3 separate regions of the Zea mays genome follow, and regions 1 and 2 are each linked to region 3. Evidence: chromatin contacts called from public Hi-C data. All regions are on one chromosome and are shown on one strand. The core of a region is the stretch at or near the end of the contact, and the rest is flanking DNA. Distances in the headings are between cores, read along the strand shown.

Evidence for each region. A called contact is a pair of places that touch in the nucleus more often than the background predicts.
Region 1: a Hi-C map of leaf mesophyll shows a contact between it and region 3, with 2.8 times the contacts expected there. The contact joins the promoter of LOC100281621 here to the enhancer-like site in region 3. A contact is called at or near these places in 2 of 25 Hi-C or Micro-C datasets (leaf and leaf mesophyll).
Region 2: a contact with region 3 is called in a Hi-C map of leaf, with 2.1 times the contacts expected there. The contact joins two enhancer-like sites. A contact is called at or near these places in 3 of 25 Hi-C or Micro-C datasets (bundle sheath and leaf).

Annotation. Positions count from the first base shown.
Region 1 is chr7:79,923,124-79,925,922 of Zm-B73-REFERENCE-NAM-5.0, reverse strand. LOC100281621 reads right to left here and starts at 1,366. Exons shown (of 5, transcript NM_001371682.2): 1 at 1,183-1,366.
Region 2 is chr7:79,706,383-79,709,115 of Zm-B73-REFERENCE-NAM-5.0, reverse strand. No RefSeq gene overlaps it. Among protein-coding and RNA genes, the nearest start is that of LOC109940994, 80 kb to the left of the region's middle. Within about 2 kb of position 1,290, at least 19 of the 20 cell types and tissues checked have an H3K27ac peak or open chromatin away from gene starts, as enhancers often do. A contact at or near this core is called in bundle sheath and leaf, where this site is marked.
Region 3 is chr7:79,122,974-79,125,849 of Zm-B73-REFERENCE-NAM-5.0, reverse strand. No RefSeq gene overlaps it. Among protein-coding and RNA genes, the nearest start is that of LOC103632488, 6.9 kb to the right of the region's middle. Within about 2 kb of position 1,434, at least 18 of the 20 cell types and tissues checked have an H3K27ac peak or open chromatin away from gene starts, as enhancers often do. A contact at or near this core is called in bundle sheath, leaf and leaf mesophyll, where this site is marked.

The sequences.
Region 1 (2,799 bases), core at 117-2,616, 800 kb before region 3:
GATCCCTGAAATCTGGTGAAGTCAGTTTTGTGCTTGTGCACCTCCTAGCAACTGGCTAGCATCTCCCCAGTGTCCAAAGCATTAAGGTGTTAGGCCGGGAAGACACATGGGACCTCCATGCAACTCATGTCCCTGGAAGCCTCATCATGCACCAAACTCCAGCTTGTAGCATAAACATGTAGAGAGAGAGAGAGAGAGAGAGATGGAAAGGCAGGAGGACAAACAGTGGTGATGGCACTAATACCCTGTACTAGCTGCTTTCAGATGTAAAAGTGCTAACTAGTAGCTCACCTCAAGCAGCAGGCCTCACAGCCCACAAGGCTCCACCAGACACGCAGCACTGGTTGTTGCTCGCTGGTCCTCCTCTCTCTCCTTTCTGCTCACTCTTTATTTTTATTTTTTTTCTGAACAAGACGATGTTGGCAACTTGGCATGACCCCAGTGTCTATATTATATTTATACATGCAGGCTTGCCATGAATAGCTGGAGCTGGCACTTGCAAATATGGATGAATTTTGTTTGGCTTGCTTTCAAGCATATATATACCAACACTAGCTACAGTCACACGTTTCCTTTTGAAATAATACTGATGAATGAGGCCCTCAACCAGAGGGACACGACGACGTGGACTGAAATCAACGTCAAGTGCAGCTCTAGCATCATGACATGTAATGCATGCACGGAAGATGCCAGGTTCATTGCAAGTGAGAGAGGCGGGGTTGGTGTATATCATGATGGAATTGTTGGACCATGCAGGGATTTAATGCTCCTCGCATGCAGCTGTGGTCTGGTCTGGTGCCATGGCGAAACTGGTACAGGTAGTATTCAATGGATCAACAGCTAATAATAATTCTTCTACTGAGAATTCTCGATGAATAATGGACAGAAAAAAGGCAAAAAAAAATTGTATAGATGAACGCGTGTCTTCGGCTGTGTGGCAGCTAGCTAATGAGCATTAAAAATCCGCGTGTGCTTGTTTTTTGCGAAATTGAAGTTGCCGAGAAATTAAAATCCATCTTGCTACGCCCCTTTTAGCATACAGAACTTGCTTGGGGAGCTAGCTAGCCGTGATCATGGTGCGTGGCGTTGATACATCACCCCCGTAATAAACACGCCATGGATCTGGAAGCAACATGCATGGTGATCGAGAAGCAGCAGGCGGGCGCGCACATGGAAGCTTACCTCAGTTAGGATTCGCGCATGCTGCAGCAGCTATACAGCAGGGGTCTGCTTGGAGGCTCCCTTCTTCCTTTTGTGTGTCTTGAGAGAGAAAGATGAGAGAGAGAGAGAGAGAGAGAGAGAGAGAGAGAGAGAGAGAGAGAGAGAGAGAGAGAGAGAGAGAGAGAGAGAGAGGGTTCTTGCAGTATGAGGATCCGACTGCGAGAACTAGGCCTGCTGAGCAAGTTATATGCATGGAGGCCAGAGCAGAGAAAGGGAACTCCCTCCCTCAAAATAATACCTCTCGCTCGCTCTCACATGTTGTTGGGCGAAATGTATCATGAGAAAGAGAGAAGGCCAGGATCTTCATGGCCCCACAAGTCGGCGGAGGATTGTGTATTATTGCACTCGGTACCTCCATCCATCCCTTAATAGCTACTAGGCCAGGAAGAAGAAAAGCAGCATGGTTATATGGATCCACGAGAAAACTATGTGTTGCATGCATGGTCTGCTTTCCATTCTTCTAATTCTTCTACACTGTATTAGAAAATGGGTCACTTTATCTCTCCTAAATTTTACTAAATTTATGTAATAAAGTTTTCAATATCAAATACATATACCTCAGTTAAATTGAGTCGGTCGTGCCGACCATACCTTTTTTTTTCTGCCATACAATTAACTTTCAAAAGTACGCATATATCCCTTTGATTGCCCCTGGATTACTACAGATGTTCTTTTTATTGCTATGGGTGGATTGGATTAGTCCTTTTTGCTAAAGTAGCGTAGCTGTAGAGTACGTCCTTGAGCGAGAGAGCAGATCATTAAAGCGCGTTCGTCATTCGCGCACCTCGCTCCACACGTCAATTGTTCAAGTACGATCGAGTAAAATCTATATCTTTTACATGAATATATGAACTTTTAGAGGAGCGCTACTCTCTCATAAAAAAACAACTTTGGGACCATGTGTGTATGATTGCGAGGTGTGGACGGGTAAGGTGCTATCAGTTCCATATATCATTCATTTCTAATCAAACATTCCATATTTTACTCATCTTTACAACTCCATGAAAGGATCTATTGTTCACTTTTTTTACTATATGGACGATTTTCTTGATCTGATATTGTGTACACCATAGCTAGCTTTGGGGGCGTGGTGTTACTTATCAGTTCATTTAAAAACTATTGTTTTTTTTTGTCTTGACTCTCCTTTAGAAATCAAGATTTAAGGTCATGGACTTAATAAACTTGCCCCTATTAATACGGCTGGGTTCTTATGCCCTGGAAAATAGTTAGTGAACTATTCCTGGGGTTTTGTTAAGTTTTTTTTACTTTTATTTGCATGAATGCTATTTTTATGGGGGCAATTGCTTGTGTCACCTGTATCTAAAAATCAAGTTTCAGGCGCTGCTATATATATACCTGCTCCTGTAAATAAATGTATCTAAAAACCACACACACTAGTGTTTACAATATTTGTTCTGTCCAAATTGTGTACTTTTTTAGAAATTGCTACCGTGTGAAAATATCCCACTCGTTAGAAATATAATAATCAGTAGCTATATATACTAGCTAGCGTGTGAAAATATCCCACTCGTTAATTAGCCAGAAATTAACCATGAGCAAGGGATGTATTCACTATAA
Region 2 (2,733 bases), core at 41-2,540, 580 kb before region 3:
GACAATAGTCTGCCATATGCAGAGTTCTCTTACAATAATAGTTATCAGGCTAGTCTAAAGATGTCCCCATTTGAAGCTTTATATGGCAGAAAGTGCAGGACCCCTCTGTATTGGGATTAGAATGGTGAAAAACAGTTCTTTGGGCCTAAAGTTATTCAAGAGGCAGAAGAACGAGTTCATATGATCCGGGAAAACATGAGGATAGCATAGACATGACAAAAGAGCTATGTTGATAACCGGAGAAGACCACTGGAATTCGAAGAGGGTGATTCGAAGAGGGTGATCACGTATGTCTAAAGGTGTCACCAATTCGTGGAATGAGAAGATTCAAAGTTAAAGGCAAGTTATCCCCTCGCTTTATTGGACCCTTCAAAATCCTTAAGCGAGTTGGGGAGGTGGCCTACCAGCTTGAGCTACAGATCATCTGTCTGATGTACACGATGTGTTCCACGTATCTCAACTCAAGAAGTGTCTCCGTGTCCCGGAGGAACAGTTACCAATGGAAGAACTTAGTGTGCTAGGTGATCTAACCTACACTGAGTATCCTATCAAGATCCTTGACACTTCGACTCGTGTTACAAGGAACAAATTGTTCAAAATGTGAAAAGTGCAATGGAGTCATCATGATGAAGATGAGGCCACCTGGGAGAGAGAAGAGCTATGAATAGAATTTCCCCACCTCTTCCCTAGTTCATCTTAATCTCGAGGTCGAGATTATTTTTAAGGGGGGCGAGATTTGTAATACCCACTTGTGAATAATAAATGAGAAAAGTTAATCTTTTTATAGGTATTACTCCTTGCTCATGAGAACATAGGGATAATCATATTTGGAGTGACTAAATTAACTAAAAAATACAAAAATAATCTATGCATCATGTTGGAGATTTTGCTTGTGCATTTAATTATAATGATAATGAGATATTAATGCTGAAATTAGAGTTTAGCCTAAATTGAAATCTAGAAATTGAAAATGACATAGAAAAGAAAAGGAAAAGAATATACACTATAAAGAAAACATATATATAAATAAATATATCTCTTCATGCTGGTATTTTTATTTTTGCATATAATCTATGTGTGAAACCAACAATAAAAAAATTTGAATTCAAATTGGAGATCTAAAAATAAAAAGAAAAGAAAACAGAAAATACAAAGAAAAAACCTAAACTTCTGTATGGGTTTAATTCTGATTGGCCGGCCCAACTAGCAACTTCCTCCGCACAGCCTAGTCTGGCTTGGCGCCGACATGTGGGGCCCATGGGTCAGCCGCCCCTCACGCGATGACACATCATCTGGCAGGTGGACCTCGTCTGGGTGTCAAACTCGTCTCACCGGCGGTTGGGCCCAGCAGCTCAAGTGCGTCAACCACCTCGCAGATGGGGCGCGACCTGGTGTGGATCTGCCGGAGCTCGCAGACCGGTCGTTGGTCGAGCTCTACCGTGGTATATAATTCCCCCCTCAAGCCTCGCCTCCTCCTCAACCACCCGCGCCGCCACCGGAGAAACCACGGAGTAGAGAGAAAGAGAGCTCGTCATCGCGAGAAAAGGGTGAGATAGACGCCACCGATGCACTCGTGTGTGCCCAACCATTCAGGCCCCACTGCTGGCGCTGAACCTTTCTAAGGCCTCCTTGGGTTGTTGCGCGGTGACCTTGGACACGGAGGCGACCTAGGATCTCGGGGATTCCTCGCCGGAATTGGAGAAGCCGTCGTGCTCATGCTCTGCCGTGGCCAGGGATAGCGGCGCTGCGATTCACGGTACTAACACTTCTAGTGCATTCACTGTTTCATTGGGATTGTGTGGGTACCCTCGGGTTCGCCTTTGGGGAATTGGAATGTCAATTGGCACGCTCACCCGTGATCGGCCGCCGCGGGGGAATAGCACCGCCGTGCGGCTCAGCCGGAAAGGGTAGAAGATGACGAGGGGGCGTTAGATTGGTAACCGACGGCTGGGATTAGCGGAAGGTTACCGTTTCGGTGCATAAAATCGTGACCGTTGAGATTGAATCCGTGGGTTCGGGTGAGATTGTGGCGTGGTCGAATCTTGGCCGTGGATCTTGGATCCAGTGGCTGCTAGCGCTTATCGTTTCAATTATATGTCGATCTAATCTGGTCGCATGTTCTCGATCCGACGGCAGGAAGTGAAGGATACCCCTTCGTTGTGGTCTTTTTGCGTAACAACCCCTCGGGTTCAGGATAATGAACCCACAGTCCAGCCTAGGTCAAAACTATTTGCGCATAAGTTCTGAAATTCACAGAACAGACCTTGAACTTATATAAAATTGTGGCCACAGTCCTTTGGTATTGGTTTATTCATAAGAAATAATTCCAAATTGATTTTCTATATAGAAATAATTCTATAATCTTGTTTAATTCATAATTAACTCATTGTAACTCTTTTTTGATCAATTCCAGTTGCATTAATTTTGTATCAATATTGTTTATCACCCGGTAACTCTGTATAATCATGAAACATAAATTAAAATTATCCACTTAGTTTATGCTATACCAAGCACTTAAAACTTCGGAAAATCATAACTCTTTAACCGTAACTCCGAATTTAGTGATTCTCGAACCTACGATCTCGTTATAATGTGTAGAATATTATTATGCAATATGTTCTCATGTTTGGTGTGATGTTAATTTCTCCTGTACTATGCTTGTTTGTATTGTTGCGAGTAGACGGGCAAGCAACTAAGGACCCAGGTGCTCAGCAGTTGGAAAATACTGAGCAG
Region 3 (2,876 bases), core at 185-2,684:
ATTTTTTATGTACTCCTTGTATATTTGTATGTATTACTACGAGTAGCAGCGAGGTCACGAGAAACCCGAAGACCAACTTGGTGAGGTACTTGGAGTTGCACCAAAAAGGCAAGTTGTGCCCTTGATCACTCTTCTTTACCTAATAATGTTCTCTGTCAATCACTGTGACATGCTCAGGTTAATTTGATGGGACCTAATATGTTTCCCTAGTTTTGTTTACCCCACACCTTGGAAACAAATGAACTATTGGGTAGACTCGCTATTGCTCTACTTGGTTTTGGATTAATGTTATATTGAATTATGATCATGTTCCATTAATATTGCTGGTTTAATTATTGTTCATGTTCATATTATTATATTAAATTGAACATGGAGAGACCACCCGGGAAAATAGTGCTACCACAAGGGTGGAATGGGACTCCCTTCGCTCCATGTTCCAATTAACAATATGATCTTATCATAAATAATAATTAAACAACAACATAATTGGAACATGATCGTAATAAAACATTAGTTTACCAAAGCCAGGTAGAGCAATAGCAAATCTACCCAATAATTCATCTGTTTATAGGTGGGGATACACAATGCTAGGGAATCCTATTAGGTCCCATCAAATTAACCTGAGCATGTCACAGTGATTACCAAGAACATTATTTGGTTAAGAAAAGTGATCAAGGACACAACTTGCCTTAGACTCGAGATTCCAGGTACCAAGATGATCTTTAGATTCTCGTGACTTCACTTCTATTCGTAGCAATACAAACAAACATGATATAGACAAAATTAACATCACACCAAACATAAGCACAAACTGCATAATAATATTCTACGCGTCGTAACAAGATCGCAGGTTCGAGAAACACTAAAATCGGAATTACGGTTAAAGAGTTATGATTTTCTGAAAATTTAGGTGTTCAATATATAATAAACTAACTGCATAATTTTAATCTATGTTTCATGACTAAATATTGTCATTAGATGATAAACAATTTTAATATGAGATTAATGCAACTGGAATGGATCAAAAAGAAGTTAAGACGAAGGAGATATGGATTTTCTAAGGTTCTAGATTTATTTTTACAGCAAAAACAATTTCCAGAAATATTTTATAACATCAAGGGCTGTTTTGTAAAATCCGAGGATCTAACCGTAATTGTATTCAACCAGACAGGGATGGCGGGTTATTTTCGGAAACATCCAAGGGTTCTTTAACAAATATCCCTGCGACCGAGAGCTAGATTTCATCCGAGCCTCCCGATCCCGAATTCAGGGCTGAGATTAGAAAGCTGAAGGGGTACGCGAACATCTAATCTGATCCGCCCATTTCGATCCCACGATCCAGAATCGATGATGGCAGGATCTAATCGTAGCCGCCCGCGGATGAATCGATGGCATGGATCACACGCAGCGAAAGGGTACACTTAGGTCTAAATCTAGCCGTCGAGCAATAGATGGACGGTCCAGGCGCTTTCTTCCTCACGGGATCACGCCAGCGGCAAAGCCTGGGCAAACCACGGCGGCGCCATTGCCACCATTCCCGGATCTCGTAACCTACACAACGAACCTGATCCCTATGGTGCTACGCGTAGCGGGGGTTGGGGCGAGTCCACGGGGCAAGGTCTTACCGGTGATTAGGCTCCAGGAGTTCATGCCCACGACGCACGGCGGTGCTCTGCCGAATTCACGACGCCGGTGAGCAATTTATTGCCCTACGGTCACCCTTAATGCTCGGATGATAGCGGGGAAATGCGAGACGGATGTCGGTACTCGCCCCTCCACGCGAATCGATGGTTCGAGGATGGTTAACACCCGAGGTCGACAATGGTGACACCCCTCGCCCAACCCATGTTCTCTGCTCCCCACAACCGTTTTGGTCGGGCTCGAGAACCGTGTGCGGTGAAAGGAGGAGAGGAAACAGAGGGAAAGAGGTCGCCGACCACCAATTTATCTCCCGAGTTTCGGTTGGGGAGCGGCCGTTAGCGATCTTCGATGACGGCGGCGACAATCCCGCGTGTGTTGTTGGGGTGGGGAAAGGAGGTGCACCGAGTGGGTCCACCGGCCAGTCGGAGACGGGTGCGGTGCGGAGCGGGTAATTGAGCCAGAGCAGCTGACGACCGTTCCGCAGCGACTCCGCGCAGCAACGTTTCCCCGATGAGGGCCTGACAGGCGGGCCCACCTGCCGGCACCAAAAAGGCCCTCGACCAGTGCGCGAGTGGGCTTGCGCAGTTCGCCAAGTTAGGCCGAGGTCATGTAAATCTGACCCAAAAACTACTTTTCTTTTCTTTTTCTTTTCTATTTTAATTTCCACATTTTAACTTCAAATTCAAATATGGGTTTCAAATTCTATTCTAAATGCAACATCCAAAATATATGCATGAATGGAAAATATATTTTTATAAACATATATATATTTATATTAATTATTTATTTCCTTGTTTAGTTAAAGGCTCAAAATGTGCCATGCACACATTCACTTCATTTTAGGAAAAATATTACTTTTGAGTATGTGATCAAATTTTAAGTTAATAAAAATGAGTATCCTTTATTTCACTTATTTAGGGAAAGTAAAATACAATCTTTACTAGGAATCATTTTACTTAAAAATACTTTTTCAAGAGTGATATAGTTTACATAGGAGATAATAAAAAAATCTTTCTTCTAATTATTAATTTCAACTTACACTTTCGTTTCAAGATTTAAATCTAAGTTTTGAACTACACAACTTTTAATAGTACTATTTATTTGCTTTAGGGAATACACTTTATAAAGAATTAAAATCACTATTAAATGACATTTTATCTTAAATCTTTTGGAGAATGCTTTAAATCATCAAAATGTGATTTTGAGTGTTATATCTTCCTAACGAAATTTTCAGC